Linked DNA regions of Mus musculus: regions 1, 3, 4 and 5 are each linked to region 2. A link is a contact called in public HiChIP or PLAC-seq and promoter capture Hi-C data. All regions are on one chromosome and are shown on one strand. The core of a region is the stretch at or near the end of the contact, and the rest is flanking DNA. Distances in the headings are between cores, read along the strand shown. Region 1 holds the start of Timm17a (translocase of inner mitochondrial membrane 17a). Region 2 holds the start of Zbed6 (zinc finger, BED type containing 6). Region 3 holds the start of Rab29 (RAB29, member RAS oncogene family). Region 4 holds the start of Nucks1 (nuclear casein kinase and cyclin-dependent kinase substrate 1). Region 5 holds the start of Lgr6 (leucine-rich repeat-containing G protein-coupled receptor 6).

Region 1 (2,700 bases), core at 19-2,518, 1.7 Mb after region 2:
TCAAACATCAAGACATGGCCTTGCTATGTATCCTGGGCTAGCCTAGAACCTAAGTGCTGAGATTACCAGCATGCACAGTGCACTCTGATGAAAATATGTCTGACACAAGGTCTAACCCCAGCTGCCCTAGAACTTGCTATGGAGCCCAGGCTGTCCTTAAACTTGCTGGCTCTCCTGCTTCTACCTCATGAGGCCTGTGCCACCTGACCTGGGGAAAACTCAAATGTATCAAAATTACCCCTCCTGCTAATCTGTGTCATTATACGGCATCTAGTACCAATTTATACAGTCCAGCTAAACCCTGCATATCCAACCCCAACACATGGAGATAACCTCCTCTGAGGACAGAAGGCTGAAGCATACTTTTGGGAGTGCCACCAAATAATAATTTAAAATCCTGGGCAGACACACTATTTGAGGATAATACCCTGACGCTCATTACAAACAAAAACCCAGAATACCAAGATCTATTAGCTTGTGACACCTGAGGCTTTATTCAAACAACTGTTGAGACTCGACAGCTATTACATTAATTTACTGCAAACAGCTATGCCTGATTTACTCTTGTTTACACCTTGAGCCAAGCATACAGCCCTTACTTAATAAACACTTAATGAATTTATGTCTATTCATGGCTTTTCAGAGAACACACGCAGCTCATCTCTTCCTATTTTCCACATACTGATATATCTTTTTTCTTCGGGAATTCCACATAGGAAAGGCCGCTTCAGCCTACAAGGAGCTCATCCAGCCCCCTTGGATGTTGGGTGAAATTTGTGGTCTACTCATTTGAAATGCTTCATCGTGGGGACACTTAGTCCTCATAGGCATAAGGCCTCGGGTATGGCACTCGGAGATCTACATTCCCTTCGTCGAGGCAGAAACTGAGCAGAGCGAGGCTTAGGGACGTGTTCAAGGTCGCCTCAGCAGGCAGAAGGGATCATTATTGTCCCCGCACAAAGTCGACAGCACCTGCCATAGGGAGGAGGTTCCAAAGCTCCACCAAGCCCAGCACCGGACCTCCTCCCAATGCACCACAAGGTCACAGGGGTGCTGGGGTCCTGGCACACTGCGCTAAAAAGCCACCTTTGTCACGCTCATCCACACTACCCACAGCTGCCCAGATCTCGGCGCCGAGCCGCGCGGAGCTCCGCTTGCACCTCAGACTCCGACCACGGCGGATGGAGGAGGTAATTAAGGGACAAGGGCGGCGGCGGCAACTCACCACGGCTCTCTCGCGTATTCCTCCATCTTGGCTCCAACCCGCGCGAGAGTCTACGGCACGCTGGGCGGAAATTGATCCCCGCGACGGAAGTGATCCCAGGCGGAGGCGTGCTACTGGACGGGGATTGGAGCATCTCTTCCTGCCGCAGCCAATGGCAATCGGACTCCTTGTAGACCCGGAGCGTGGAGGCTCCCCGGCCAGGGCGTGGAGGTTCGGGGGTTCGGAGTACTGAGTGACAGAGTTCAGATCAGCCCCGTGGCCTGGGATAAACATTGATTGCCCTTTTTTTCGAGACAGAGTTTCTCTGCCCTGGAACTCGCTTATGTAGCCCAGTCTGGCTTCAAACTCAGATCAGCCAGCCTGTGCCTCCCGAGTGCTGGATTAAAGGTGTGTGTCACCACTATCCAGCCGCTATTTTTTAAAAAGTGCTTTTGCTGTCAGGTATTTATTAATAGTGCTACTTAATTTGCCGTGAACAGTGAATCTTTAATAAATATATGTAGCTCTTTTAGAGCAGATCTATATAGTCATAATGTCTGGAATGTAATAGATAACTTTTAAAATAAAGATTATTTTTATTAATTGATGTATGTACGGGATCTGGTGGGTGCATGGAGGTCTAAGGAGAGTCTACAGAACTGGAATTGTCAGGGCTGACAGCGAGTACTTTACCCACTGAGCCAATTTAGCAGCCCGAAAATAAGTGTTCATCTTATAGAGACAATTGGACCATTTCAGGAGCCATGGCCAATTTGAGACCATTGATTTTGGGGGTCGTTGGTGCCAGATCCTCTTCCATGCCTCCCCACAAAGGATAACCCAGAAAGCATGAGATATGTTTAGCCCAGAGAAAAGAGACTGAAAATAGGGCTATAGTCATACTTAAGTTGGTAAGTCAGATCCCCAGCATCATACACACACACACACACACACACACACACACACACACACACACACACACGGTTATGGTGGCACATATTGAAGTTCAGTGTTATATCCTCAGTTGCATTTAGAGTTCAAAGCCATCCTGAGATACTCCAGACTTCCCTTGTTAAAGAAGAAAAAGCTAAAAGTATGAAGTTTCACCAGCCTTATCAGGAAAACACAGTCACTGCCAGCTATAAAGGGAGTTCTTGTTCCATTCCACCTTAAAACAACAACAACGCCGGGCGTGGTGGCGGACGCCTTTATTCCCAGCACTTGGGAGGCAGAGGCAGGCAAATTTCTGAGTTCGAGGCCAGCCTGGTCTACAGAGTGAGTTCCAGGACAGCCAAGGCTACACAGAGAAACCCTGTCTCAAAAAAAAAAACAACAACAACAACAAAACAAAGCTAGATATTTGAGGCTAGACAGATGGCATAGCAATCAAGAGCCTGACTGTTCTAGAGGACTGGGGTTCAATTCCCAGCACAAATGGCAACTCACAATTGTCTGTTACTCCAGTTTCAGGGGATCTAACACCCTCTGCTGGCCTC
Region 2 (2,700 bases), core at 157-2,656:
TCTTCGTCTGTGTTTGAATTAATGGAAACGCACCCCAGAATCCCAGCATCACCAAAAGTACTGCATCTTCTGCCAGGAGAGATTGAGGAAACTGGTACACTTAGAGTACATACACTCATTCTCTTTATGTCTCCACAATGCGGACCAGAACCTCTCAGTGGGTTTATTACTCTGGCAGAAATACAGCTGACCCTCTCCACTTGTATTACCTTTCCTCCAGTTTCTATGGGGAGTCAAATTCCCTTTCAACTGATGATTTCCAAGCCAGGTTATTTTTGGAGGAAAAATGACAGCAATGGAGAACATTCCCAAACTCTGTCTTGCAGGGCTTTAGGAGTTCTTGTAACTTTCAAATTCAAATCGTCCAGTGTCCTTATGTTATAGAAAAGAGAACCGAGGCCCATTTTCCCACCGTCATGGGATCTGGAGCAGCTAAAGGTTAAGTCTTCCAAATTGCAGGTTCACGTTCTTGCTGCCGAATCAAGAACTTCATCTGCTGGAAATGCCTTCAGTTCTTAAAATATGTACTTTTAGTGAATCCACACGACAACAACACTGGCTTTCCCTTAACTTCGGGAATATTTTCAGGAAATTTCACTTAAGCTTAGTGCACCACTCAACAGTCATCATTTAAGACTGACTTGCCAATACAACCTAAAAAGTCAATTCCGGCCAGCTAAATCAGATTCCACATACTAGGCATTAGCAGTAAGCGCTAGCTGTGCCCTTTCTGTTCTGATATTTTGAAAACTATAGGTGGCTGAAGAAAAATTAACTGGAAATAAAATTTCAAAACAAGGTAACAAGCTATATTCTTCATTTACGGTTTCTATCAAGAGTTCATATTTTTAGACTGAAGCAACATTACATACAACCTGTAAATAACTCATAAATTGACATTCTATGAGCAGCCAAACTAAAATAAGCTTTAAACCACTTCCATTCCTTTTCCGTGGGCCCCCTCCCCTCCCCTCAATACCAACACGTTTACCCTACGAAAGCATGGCTACCACTAGCTGCACAGCCGCCTTCTCTGGGTTCAGAACCAAAGCCTGGTAGATGTCAACAAAACGAGCCTTCCCCATGGGGATCCGCACCGATTATGGGCGTCTAAGGGGTGTTCTTCGTACGATCTCACCAATCCTACAAGAACGAAGAGTCCCTGTAGCTCTTGACTTCGAGGATGAAGGCTTGGGCGGGAGAGTAATCAGGGTAGGGAATGGGAATAGGATACCAGAATTCGACTCTGTATGTGGAATATTAGAAAACCTCCAAAGTAGTGGGACCCTAGAGAGGAAGGCGAGGAGGTAAAGTCGGGTCCAGGCACTTGATCTGATCTCGGGAGGGAGGGCCAGCTAACTAAAGAAACTGATTCCCGGAAGAGAGCAACCTAGTGTCAGTTCCCCCTCCGGGGGTCCGAAACAGTCGCTTTTCCGGGGCTACCCGGGAATCCCGGTTCGGGAACACCGGATGTGGGGGGAGGGGGAAGAGGTTGGTAAGTAAGGGAGCAGGCGCCGTGGGGGTGGGGCGGAGCGGGTGGGGGCAGGGAGGGTGGGAAAGTGAGCTGAAGTCTGCCTAGGAGCCCAGCAGGCCGGGGCCGCCGGCGGGAGTCCGGGTAGCTGCCGTGCTGATGGGCCCGGTTCAGACTTCCCGGGCTAGGCCGAAAGTCGGGCGAGGGGAGGCCGCTGCCACTCCCCTCGCCCTCTTCTCCCTCCCAGGCCCCAAGTCACCCGGGAATCAAAAAATGGGTCTAGTTACCAGAGAACAGAAACTTTACCGAACCGATGACAATGTCTCCGACTCCCGCGTGCTGCCACGTCTTTCTCTTTTCTTAGCTGCGGTCGCCCGCCGTCCTCACAGCAGCCGAACAAGCAGAAACCCAGGACTGCCAGCGTCAAAGATGGCGCCCGGCTACAGGCTCGCCTTTAAGGCTGGGCCAGTGAAAGTGCCAGCACGACGCAAAGCGCAGGCATTCTGGGAGTTGTAGTTTCCTCTATGAGGCCAGCCTTAAAATGGCTTCTTGGGTCATAGGGTCACGTGTCACGGAGGCACGGGGACCGGAATTTCTTTCTGTGGACCCGGATGCCTATCAGAAAATTATTCTTCACGAAAGTTTTGTTTTGTTGTAAAATCAAGGAGAGAAGCAAGAAACCTGTCTACCAGATACCAAACATTCAATTTATGTTAACCAGAGTGTGTATAATGAGCCTTCCAAACCTGATAGACATTTAATTAAAAATTAGCTCCGAACTAACTGACCTGTTGTGGCAGCACTTAAGAAGCAGAGGCAAGCAAGTCTCTGTGAGTTTGAGAACACCCAGATCTATATAGTGAGTTCCAAAACAGCCAGGACTATTTAGAGAGTCCTGTATCACAAAACAAAACAAAAACAAAAACAAAAACAAAAACAAAAACTACTTTTCTCTTGCAAAGTTGAAGGACTTCCATAGCAGAAGTTCTGCTCTGGATGCTTTCCTTTACTTAATCACATTTATCTGTTTGTTTGTTTTGGCTTTTGAGACAGATATACTATGAACTCCTAACCTGGAACTTGCTCTGTAGACCAGGCTAGCCTCCAATCTTTAGCAATTCTTCCTCTCCTTGAGTGCTAGTGCCACAGGCATCTGCTACCATGCCTGGCTAGTTTTGTCTGTCTTTCTTTCTTTCTTTCTTTCTTCCTTTCTTTCTTTCTTTCTTTCT
Region 3 (2,700 bases), core at 38-2,537, 1.8 Mb before region 2:
GAAGCAAATGGATCTGGAGCTCAAAGCCAGCCTGGGCTACATAGACTCTGTCGAAAGGAAAAAAGAAAGAAGAGAAGGAGAAGGAGGAGGGAGAGGAGGAGGAGGAGGGCTGGAGATGTAGCTCCGATGGTAGAGGACTTGCCTAGCATGCCTGGATTTACTCTCCAAAACTACAAAACTGGATGTTGTTACAATTGAACCACAAGTTCTATGGTCTACTGTCAGAAGTTGACACCAACTTAGGCTACAGAAAATCCTCTCTCAAACAAAAAACAAACAAACAAACAAACAAACAACAACAAAACAGCCAAAAGGGGAAAAAAGTGAAGCTTATTCTACTAGCCACAATTTCTAGCTAAAGGACAGGCAGGACAGAAAAATTACAGGTAGGAAAAGTAAAAATATTTGCCAATCATTTTATGAGTATTCAGAATTAATAGCAGCAACAAAAGGAAATGTCCTGGTGCTCAAACGCTATGCGTGGCTGGTGTAAGAAATGTGGAAGTGTCAATGAGGAACTATCTCTTGTTTATTCTGCATTGTTATTGCTATAGCTAGTTATTAAGTGTTGTAACTTTTGACATAGATTTTTTTTAAAAGGTTGATCTTTTGGGTCAAATGTCCCCAAATGTGCCTGTTATTGGTCATATGGAAAATTTGACCTTGTCTTTACAAGGCTCGAGATTTGACTCTGTAGTTAAGACAACAGGAAATGGACTTCACTTGGAACTTGGACATTTATCTTTGTGTTATAAAACCTTTAAAATATGGCTAATAAGAAAGGCCGTCTAGAAATCTTTAAAATGTGATTTTAAGAAAACATCTGGGGGAAAGATTTAGACAGGAGAGATCATGGTCTACGTAGTTCAGGGTGACCCAAAGTTGCTTCCAATCTCTTGTCTTGCTCTGGGGAGAGGAAGTGGTGGGGTTAGGGGTCCTTGAACACACTTGTTGCAGAAGACGATGGATGAACTAGGGTTTTATGATCCTCCTATTTCCATCTCCCCAAGGCCTGGATTGCAAACCTGTGCTTCGACGCCAAACTTTAGAATTGTTTTTAAATAGATTTCTAAATTCTTTAAAGTTTGAAAACCTTAAAACTTTTATGTAAATTTGCTCAAGATAGCTAGGAAACTACATTTCCCAAGAGTGTACGTGGCAAGTCGCCACACTGGTCTGGTCGCTTTACCAAGAGGCACACTGGGAAATGTAGTTCTCCGAGCAGTGGGGCTCACAACGTTTTTGACGGAAGACTGGGAAGTGCGCCGCCAGTGGCAGGACGGGGACCGGACAAGGACTCTGCACAACCTCAATTTTGTGTGTGCGGTCCGAGAAAGGGTCTAAGTCATCTGTACTTCTCTAAGCAAGGTGCTGGCCACGGTTCAATGCTGGCGAGCGACTCGGAGGTCCCTGAAAGGAAGGTGCCAATCGCGGAGGGTCGAGCTGGTACCCGCCCCACCCAGGCTGCGGCCGCGCGGGGAGGAAGCGCGCACAGGCCGAGTGCAAAAGTTTCCTTTTCTGCTTTCCAGTCAGAGAAGCTTCAACCAACCGAGGGTGGAGATGCCTGACTTCAATTGGAAGAGAACCCGGGAGCCAAAGGGGTTGAAATAAGCGACTTCCCGGAAAAACAAACTATCAAAAAACCTCTCCCCACCACTAGCCATGGGCAGCCGAGATCACCTGTTTAAAGTGCTGGTGGTGGGGGACGCCGCCGTTGGCAAGACGTCTCTGGTCCAGCGCTACTCCCAGGACAGCTTCAGCAAGCACTACAAGTCCACCGTGGGAGGTGAGCGGTCACGGGTGACTAGGAGCAGGGGTCGAGGCTCGCAGCCGGTAGCCTCTGGGTACCGAGGTTGCCTCTAAGGGGTCCCCAGCCTACCTACAAAGATAGGGCCAAAGTATACAGGTGAGAGATGGTGAAGGGGTCTGAGCCGGGGACTATTCACCGCAGAGAGCAGAGCCCTCCCGCAGCCATGCGCTGCCCAGAGCAACTTCTCCAGTCAGCAAAGTCAGCTGAGTCCCGGTTCAAGTGCAGGCTGGGGCAGTTACCCTGCTTCCTACCAGCATCCGACGGGTGTTGAGGAAAGAACCCCGTTACCTTAGGAGGAAAGCCCAGGAGCTAAGCAGTCAGAGGTGTGGGGAAGACTGGAGGACAGATTCCGGTCAGGTCTGATGAGCCCTATGGTGTCATTAGTGAACTGAGTGGGAAATGTGAGGAATTCACGAAAGAATGTGAAATACCCTCGAGTGGCCTGTCGTCTTCTCTTGCACTGGGGAAGGCAGGGAGGAAGAGAGAAAGAAGCACTAAAAGTAAATTCATTTCTTTCCCAGTGTGGCCTTTGGACTCTGCTGAACTGTCCACCTGTCGGTCTGTCTACCCCAAACACACAGACACAGACACAGATACACACAGACACACACACACCTCCACCACCACCACAAGGAGAAGGTAGTTAACAAGGTTACAGTAATGTGAAAGAATAAAATTACATTTGTTTTTTTTATTTTGTTTTGTTTGAGACAGGGTTTCTCTGTATAGCCCTGGCTGTCCTGGAACTCACTCTGTAGACCAGGCTGGCCTTGAACTCAGAAATCTGCCTGCCTCTGCCTCCCAAGTGCTGGGATTAAAGGCATGCGCCACCACGCCCAGCACATAAAATTACATTTGTACCAACACAGATTTACATGTGAAAGTTTTTT
Region 4 (2,919 bases), core at 105-2,604, 1.8 Mb before region 2:
TGAGGGCTGCTTGGTCCTAGGGCTTTGTGTCTGTAGAGAGCAAGAGCATCATGGTGAAAAGCATTTCAGCAAAGTGAAACAGATGACATTGTGTTTACAGGCTGCAAGCAAGAAAGACAGAGGGTGGTCAAGTCAAGGTTCCCACATCATGTTAAAGTGCTCACTCCTAATGTCCTAACTTCTACCAGGTCCTGCCTCTTAAATCTTTGGCATATGGGTCCCTAGGGAACATGGAATCCAAACTATAACAGGAAGTAAATCCTAGATATTAATACAAAGATACTGTGCTCTACTTCTGATTTAGGCATTCAGTCTTGAGGCAACTCGAACTACTTTTTTTTTTTTAAGATTTATTTATTTATTATATATGAGTACACTGTAGCTGTCTTCAGACACACCAGAAGAGGGCATCAGATCTCATTACAAATGGTTGTAAGCCACCAGGTGGTTGCTGGGATTTGAACTCCGGGACCTCTGGAAGAGCAGTCAGTGCTCTTAACCACTGAGCCATCTCTCCAGCCTCCCTGCCCCCCCCCCCCGAACTAATTTTATCTTCTATTAAAAACGGAACCTAACACTTAAGCCCAGACTAAAGGCCTTTCAACATAGCACCTTGTTTAGTTCTAGTAATAAGGTAGCCTTGTATCCTACTCTACTCATCATAAAACTGAGGTGCACAGAGGAAACCTAGTTAAGTACTAAGTGGTGGACTTAGAATTTTGAAGCAAGCGTTTTGTCACCAGTCTCCCTCTTAACCATTAATCACCTCTTTCTCTTTGAAATGCTAATATCAGAAATTGAGGTTTTAATGAGTGTTAAGTAGCTCTCAAAGATCAGATTGGGTAGAAGATATTCCTTGTGAACCCAACTCTCTACTTCAGCAGCGTGACTGAGCCCTGGGAGGTTAACGCTGAAGTCAGAGTACAGGATTTCTAAGATTAAGGTCAAATTTTTGAACCTAAGTAATTTCCCTCCAATTCTTAAGTGACGAATCTGCTGCCTATCCCATGAGTCTTGCAATTAGCTGATTTGCAAAATAATCAAGTCAGGAGAAATTAAATCCATTACAGAACCACCTAGTCCACAGAGAACTCTATATAAATCAGGTTATTTGGCAGGGGGTCCAAGATATAACCCAAGCCGAATCTGCAGCTCTGGCGTGGAAGACAGGGGGCGGGCAATCGGCGACCATTTTTGTTTTGCGGCCGTGCGCTCTCAGCGCATCTTGACTAACAGGACCCCATGGAGGAGGCGGGGCCTATCCGGGAGTGGGGCGGGGCTGGGAGGCGTGATGATTCAAATGGACTAATGACTAGGGCGCATCTGACAGGAGTCACCAATGAGCGGGCGTGCTGGGGCGGAGCGCACAAACCCTACGGGGTTTGGTTGCACCGCGGCTTTGGCGCATTTTCGGCTGGTTTGATTCATCCATTTTGAAGAGACGGGGGAGCGGGGGGCTCGTCAGATCCAGGGACCTCAAACCAGCAGCCGCCGACTCTTGAGAAGCCAGCAGCCCGGGGCTCGGCAGCAGCGGCCCCGCCGGCCGGAGCGGGGGGGTGGGGCGCCGAGTGCGCGGGGAGGGGGGTCCTGGTCCTCGGCTCCTCGACTTGGTCGCGCCTCGACAGCGAACATGTCTCGGCCTGTCAGGTCAGTGCGGAGTCCAAGGCCCGGGGCGGGCCGAACGGGCTGGGGTGAGTGGCGAAGGACCTGGGCAACGGGCCTGGAGTCGTGCTCCTGACTACCACGCGCGGCCTTCTGTCGGGGGCCGCGCGCGCCCTTGCGCGTGGGTGCTCGGCGGCGCGCAGGATGGCGGCGGCGCGCACGGGCGCGTCGCCTCCACCCCGCAGGGTCCGGGTCGGCTCCGCGGCCGCCCCCACCTCCGCCATGGCCCTGGCGTGGGCTTGGCGCGCACCAGGCACACCATAGGCCGCACCCCTGGGCCCTGTTGGAGCCTACGGCCGACCCGGGTGCGAACACGGAGGACTCGGTCCTCCAGAGGCTCGCCGGCTTAGCGTTTTGGCGAGCGAGTTGCTTGTGCCCCGCCGCCCGGCCCCGCCTCCATTCTCGGGGTCGCGGCAGGCCCCGCCTCCTAGCCCGGCCTGGGCGGAACCCACGTTTTCCTTTCCCCTTGGGGCAAAAGTGAGTTTTGACACTGAGCCCCGTAAAATAAGGGCCACAGCCTCTCCCCACTTGGGAGTTCTGAACGCATTAACCCCAAGTTTTCTCTTTCCACCGCTTGCAGACAAATGCCCTTCCTCCAGGGACGTGCTTGTTAACCCAAATCCCGTGTGGTTCTCGTTCCCCCTCACCCCGCAGTACGCGTCTCTTGCTACTTCTGTAACCCTCTCTTTCCCCGTGTGACGTTAATCGTAAATGGACTACGATCCACTAGCGATCAGACTTTTATTCACATGGCTTCAAGAAGTTTTCGGTTTCCCCTCACTCGGTGGGCTCCCCTTTAATGCCCTCCAGAGCTGTTGTATAGAATGTGGCTTGGGTGGAGGGTGTGGTTTAGTCCAATCTATTAAGGCCTGAGAGACAGAGGGACAGAGACCGAGACCAAAGTCAATAGATGTTACTTGTAAAGGAGCTTTACCTGGCCCCATTGCCTTTAGTTCTTAACTATTTTTACAGTTATGAATTCATTTCAAGTTTTGGTATCGAAAGTATCCCAATACCAAGGAGAGGTTTGGATCTGGCAACGGTTTTGTGCCCCACTATGTCTCCTTGACAAGATAATCTATTGGTGGTAGATTACCACCCCTCCCACTCGCGAGAGGGAACTGCGGAGGATGAATTACCTACCAGCTTGCTTTTTCCATTCTGTTTTAACCTGCACCTCCAAATTACCATGTCTTCTGTGTGATGTTTGGGAAGTAGTCAATATGACTGTTCCAGGTTATAGTGAGTTCTTTGAGG
Region 5 (2,866 bases), core at 31-2,530, 1.4 Mb after region 2:
ATCCCAAAGCCGAGAGAGCCTCTCTCAGGCCTGAGGGAGCTCTGGCCAGACTTTCTACCCAGATCTTCCCACCTTCTCTCCTTCTTCTAAGGGATAGCAGGGGAGGCCAGGGGGTTTCCTCTCCCTGCAGCAGGGGTCAGGGCCAAGAGGTCCGGGCTATGCTCCCACCCACTCCTGCCCAGGTAGTGATCAGCTACAGCTTCCGGCTCTCCCGATTCTGAGCCGGCTACCCCCAATAGGGTCCCCTTCGTGCACCACCTCACCCCAACTCAGACTCTAAAAATGGTTCTCTGGTTTTCAGTCTTGAAGCCTGCCCACAAATTAGTGTCTCTAACACAGCCTCCTGGGACAAGACTTCAGGGAGGCCTGGGGAGGGGGTAGGAGACCTCCACACAAGAAGATGGTACTGGCAGAGTCCCTAACTAAGGAGAGGAGAGCTGCGTGGACCCTTCACCAAAGCCCCCTGCCTCAGTGGGGCAGTGCCGCTTCCTGCTGTGGTGGAAGAACCCATTTCATCCCTACCAGGGCAAACTTCCCTCACCTCCTAACAGAGCACTAACTTTTGCCTTCATCAATCCTGGGCAGTGTTCTTCTGAGGAGGACAGCAAAAGAATATACTGTCACACACACACACACACACACACACACACACACACACACACACACCACTTTCTTGCTTGGCGTTCACACTGCACTTCACCAGGTCCCACATTAAGCCCATAGGGGTGGGGGAGAAACACCTGGGAAAGGTAGCAGGGAGGCCTAGGCTCATTTCTTGCCTCAGTTTCCCAAGTTCTAAGACTAGCTTCCCAGTCCTTCACTCTTGGAAAAGGAAGAGCCCTCTTGGGGATGCGCATGTCCAAGGGCACCAAACGAGTGTTTGCGGGGCAGGCGGCCATTACGAATAACAGGTACCAGCAGGTGAGTACTCACAGGTAAGCCGTCAGGGGGTCCAGGTCCGCAGGCACCACTGAGAGCCCGAGCTCGGAGCAGTCAGCGGACAGCATGATGCCGTCCTCCTGGCAGTGGCAGGGAGCCGGGCAGGCGGGACGCCCCGGGCCAGGCTGGGGGTCGCTGCCCGCGCGCGCCGATGCGCACAGCACAGCGCAAAGCCACAGCGCCAGGAGCCCAGGCGGGCTGTGCATCTCGGCGGCGGGCTGCGGGGCACCTGGCGGGCGCTCAGACGGGCGAGCGCACGGAGTTGTGCGCGCGCGGCTCACCTCCTGGTCCCGGGCGGGCCCGAGGGCTGCGCCGTCGGTGGGCAACGCCCCCGCTCGACTTGGCTTGGGCGCGGCGGCGGCAGCGGCGGCGGGACGGTGCAGTCAGAGAGGGGCAGGCATTGTTGAGTGATCTTCGTTATTCAGTTTCACAGGCTGGGCTTGGCGAGGGAGGGAGACACGGGGGTGGGGTGGGGGGGCTGGGAGGAGGAGTCAAGGAAACTTTCTACGCTGTGGCTCGCTCCCCTTCCCTCCTTCCTTCCCAGCTGGCAGGAATTTCATCGGGGGCGTGGGGTAGGAGAGGGGCGGTGAAGAAAGCAAAGAAACCCAAAGAAAGCTAGGAAGGGCCAGCACATCAGAGACCTGCACTTGTTTAGAAAGGGTGCCCCAGAGCTGGGCCTATGGGGTCGAATTCTTTTTGACTTTGGGAACAGCCACAGGGTCTCAAGGGACCAGAGACCATCAGGGGAGAAACAAACAAACAAAAAACAAAACAAAACAAAAAAACAACAACAAAAGAGAGTTCCACAGACTTGAGCCCCACTACCAGATTTTAGGCTGATGGGAAAAGAGACCCGAGAGAAAGAGATGTTCAAGGTCACACGGCAGTTGGGGACAGCCTCAGAACTAGTGCCCAGATCACTCCTTTACACCCATTCCGACCAGGGAAGGAAGAAGGTCTCAAGGAGGAAGGACGTGGTCGCAGGTTGGTAGTAGGAATGAGGAGGGGCCCCCTCATTGAGGAGCCACTCCTCAACACCAAGCAACTGGCGTAGATTCCACCTGATGCACAGGGCATGGAAATGAACTCATGTAGACTATAAGATCTAAGGTCTAGAGATCACCCTGAACCTTGATCTCGGGACCCAGGACAGCAGAGGGGCTGCCCTCCGCACAGCTGGTTGCCAGAGCTTGCCAGCGAGTCGGCTGATTGGCGCCACCTGGAGGCCCAGTACTACAGATGCAGCTCAAGCACCTTAAGGGCCCGATTCCATCTATAATCCATCTATAATCCCAGGACCTTGGAGAGCAAGGGCAATAGTGGCTAAAACTGGAGTCAAGACTCAGCTCTCTTCTTAGGCCAGCCTGGGCTAGCAGTGCTTCCTTCACGTGTCCTTTTGCTTTCTCTGGTCTCCAGATCTTTCCCTGAGCCAAGCCCCAGGATGGAACTAGACCAAGTTGGGAGCAGTTTGATCCCCATGGTCCATGAGGACCACACGGAGGTAGCCAAGATACCCTCCACCTTTTACTTCTATATCCCAAACACTTCATCAACCCCTCTCTATCTTTGCGGACGCCGCAGGGCCCGCAGAGGGGAAGCTGCATAGTCAGACCAAGAAGCCAAAAGAACTGTGCTGTGCTTCCAGGGCTCCAGCCGCAGCTGTGATAGAACTACAAGATGAGCCTGTAAGAAGGTCCCTCCACAGCCACACAGACCTGCAAGCAGAAGCCCCCTCTGTATTTACTCTCGCTTACCCCTTGCCTTCACCTTGGCTCTAACCCCTCATACACACACACACACACACACACACACACACACACACACACACACCATTCATGCTGCTCCAAGTCCCCAGCCAAAGCTGGAAAATCACACTTGGGCCCCTTTCCACCTCTGGAGCAGCCTTCTGAAGTGGGCTTGGGCAACT

Evidence for each region. Promoter capture Hi-C pulls out the DNA fragments that hold promoters and counts their contacts. HiChIP or PLAC-seq counts read pairs in DNA pulled down with a chosen protein or histone mark.
Region 1: a contact with region 2 is called in a promoter capture Hi-C map of liver, with 2.6 times the contacts expected there. The contact joins the promoter of Timm17a here to the promoter of Zbed6 in region 2. A contact is called at or near these places in 2 of 39 promoter capture datasets (cranial neural crest and liver).
Region 3: a promoter capture Hi-C map of pre-B cells shows a contact between it and region 2, with 2.1 times the contacts expected there. The contact joins the promoter of Rab29 here to the promoter of Zbed6 in region 2. A contact is called at or near these places in 2 of 39 promoter capture datasets (liver and pre-B cells).
Region 4: a contact with region 2 is called in a FOXA1 HiChIP or PLAC-seq map of pancreatic cancer cells. The contact joins the promoter of Nucks1 here to the promoter of Zbed6 in region 2. A contact is called at or near these places in 1 of 39 promoter capture datasets (liver) and 1 of 115 datasets of contacts at active chromatin or transcription factors (pancreatic cancer cells).
Region 5: a promoter capture Hi-C map of neutrophils shows a contact between it and region 2, with 6 times the contacts expected there. The contact joins the promoter of Lgr6 here to the promoter of Zbed6 in region 2. A contact is called at or near these places in 2 of 39 promoter capture datasets (neutrophils and pre-B cells).

What each region holds. Positions count from the first base shown.
Region 1 is chr1:135,312,469-135,315,168 of GRCm38.p6, forward strand. It overlaps Timm17a (translocase of inner mitochondrial membrane 17a), which reads right to left and starts at 1,269. Exons shown (of 6, transcript NM_011590.2): 1 at 1,226-1,269. The coding sequence starts at 1,251.
Region 2 is chr1:133,659,479-133,662,178 of GRCm38.p6, forward strand. Zbed6 (zinc finger, BED type containing 6) reads right to left here and starts at 1,407. Exons shown (of 1, transcript NM_001166552.1): 1 at 1-1,407. The coding sequence starts at 119. It overlaps Zc3h11a (zinc finger CCCH type containing 11A), which reads right to left and starts at 1,921. Exons shown (of 18, transcript NM_001276767.1): 1 at 1,759-1,921.
Region 3 is chr1:131,865,990-131,868,689 of GRCm38.p6, forward strand. It overlaps Rab29 (RAB29, member RAS oncogene family), which reads left to right and starts at 1,288. Exons shown (of 6, transcript NM_144875.2): 1 at 1,288-1,421; 2 at 1,530-1,786. The coding sequence starts at 1,663.
Region 4 is chr1:131,909,104-131,912,022 of GRCm38.p6, forward strand. It overlaps Nucks1 (nuclear casein kinase and cyclin-dependent kinase substrate 1), which reads left to right and starts at 1,355. Exons shown (of 7, transcript NM_175294.3): 1 at 1,355-1,647. The coding sequence starts at 1,631.
Region 5 is chr1:135,103,996-135,106,861 of GRCm38.p6, forward strand. It overlaps Lgr6 (leucine-rich repeat-containing G protein-coupled receptor 6), which reads right to left and starts at 1,281. Exons shown (of 18, transcript NM_001033409.3): 1 at 934-1,281. The coding sequence starts at 1,145.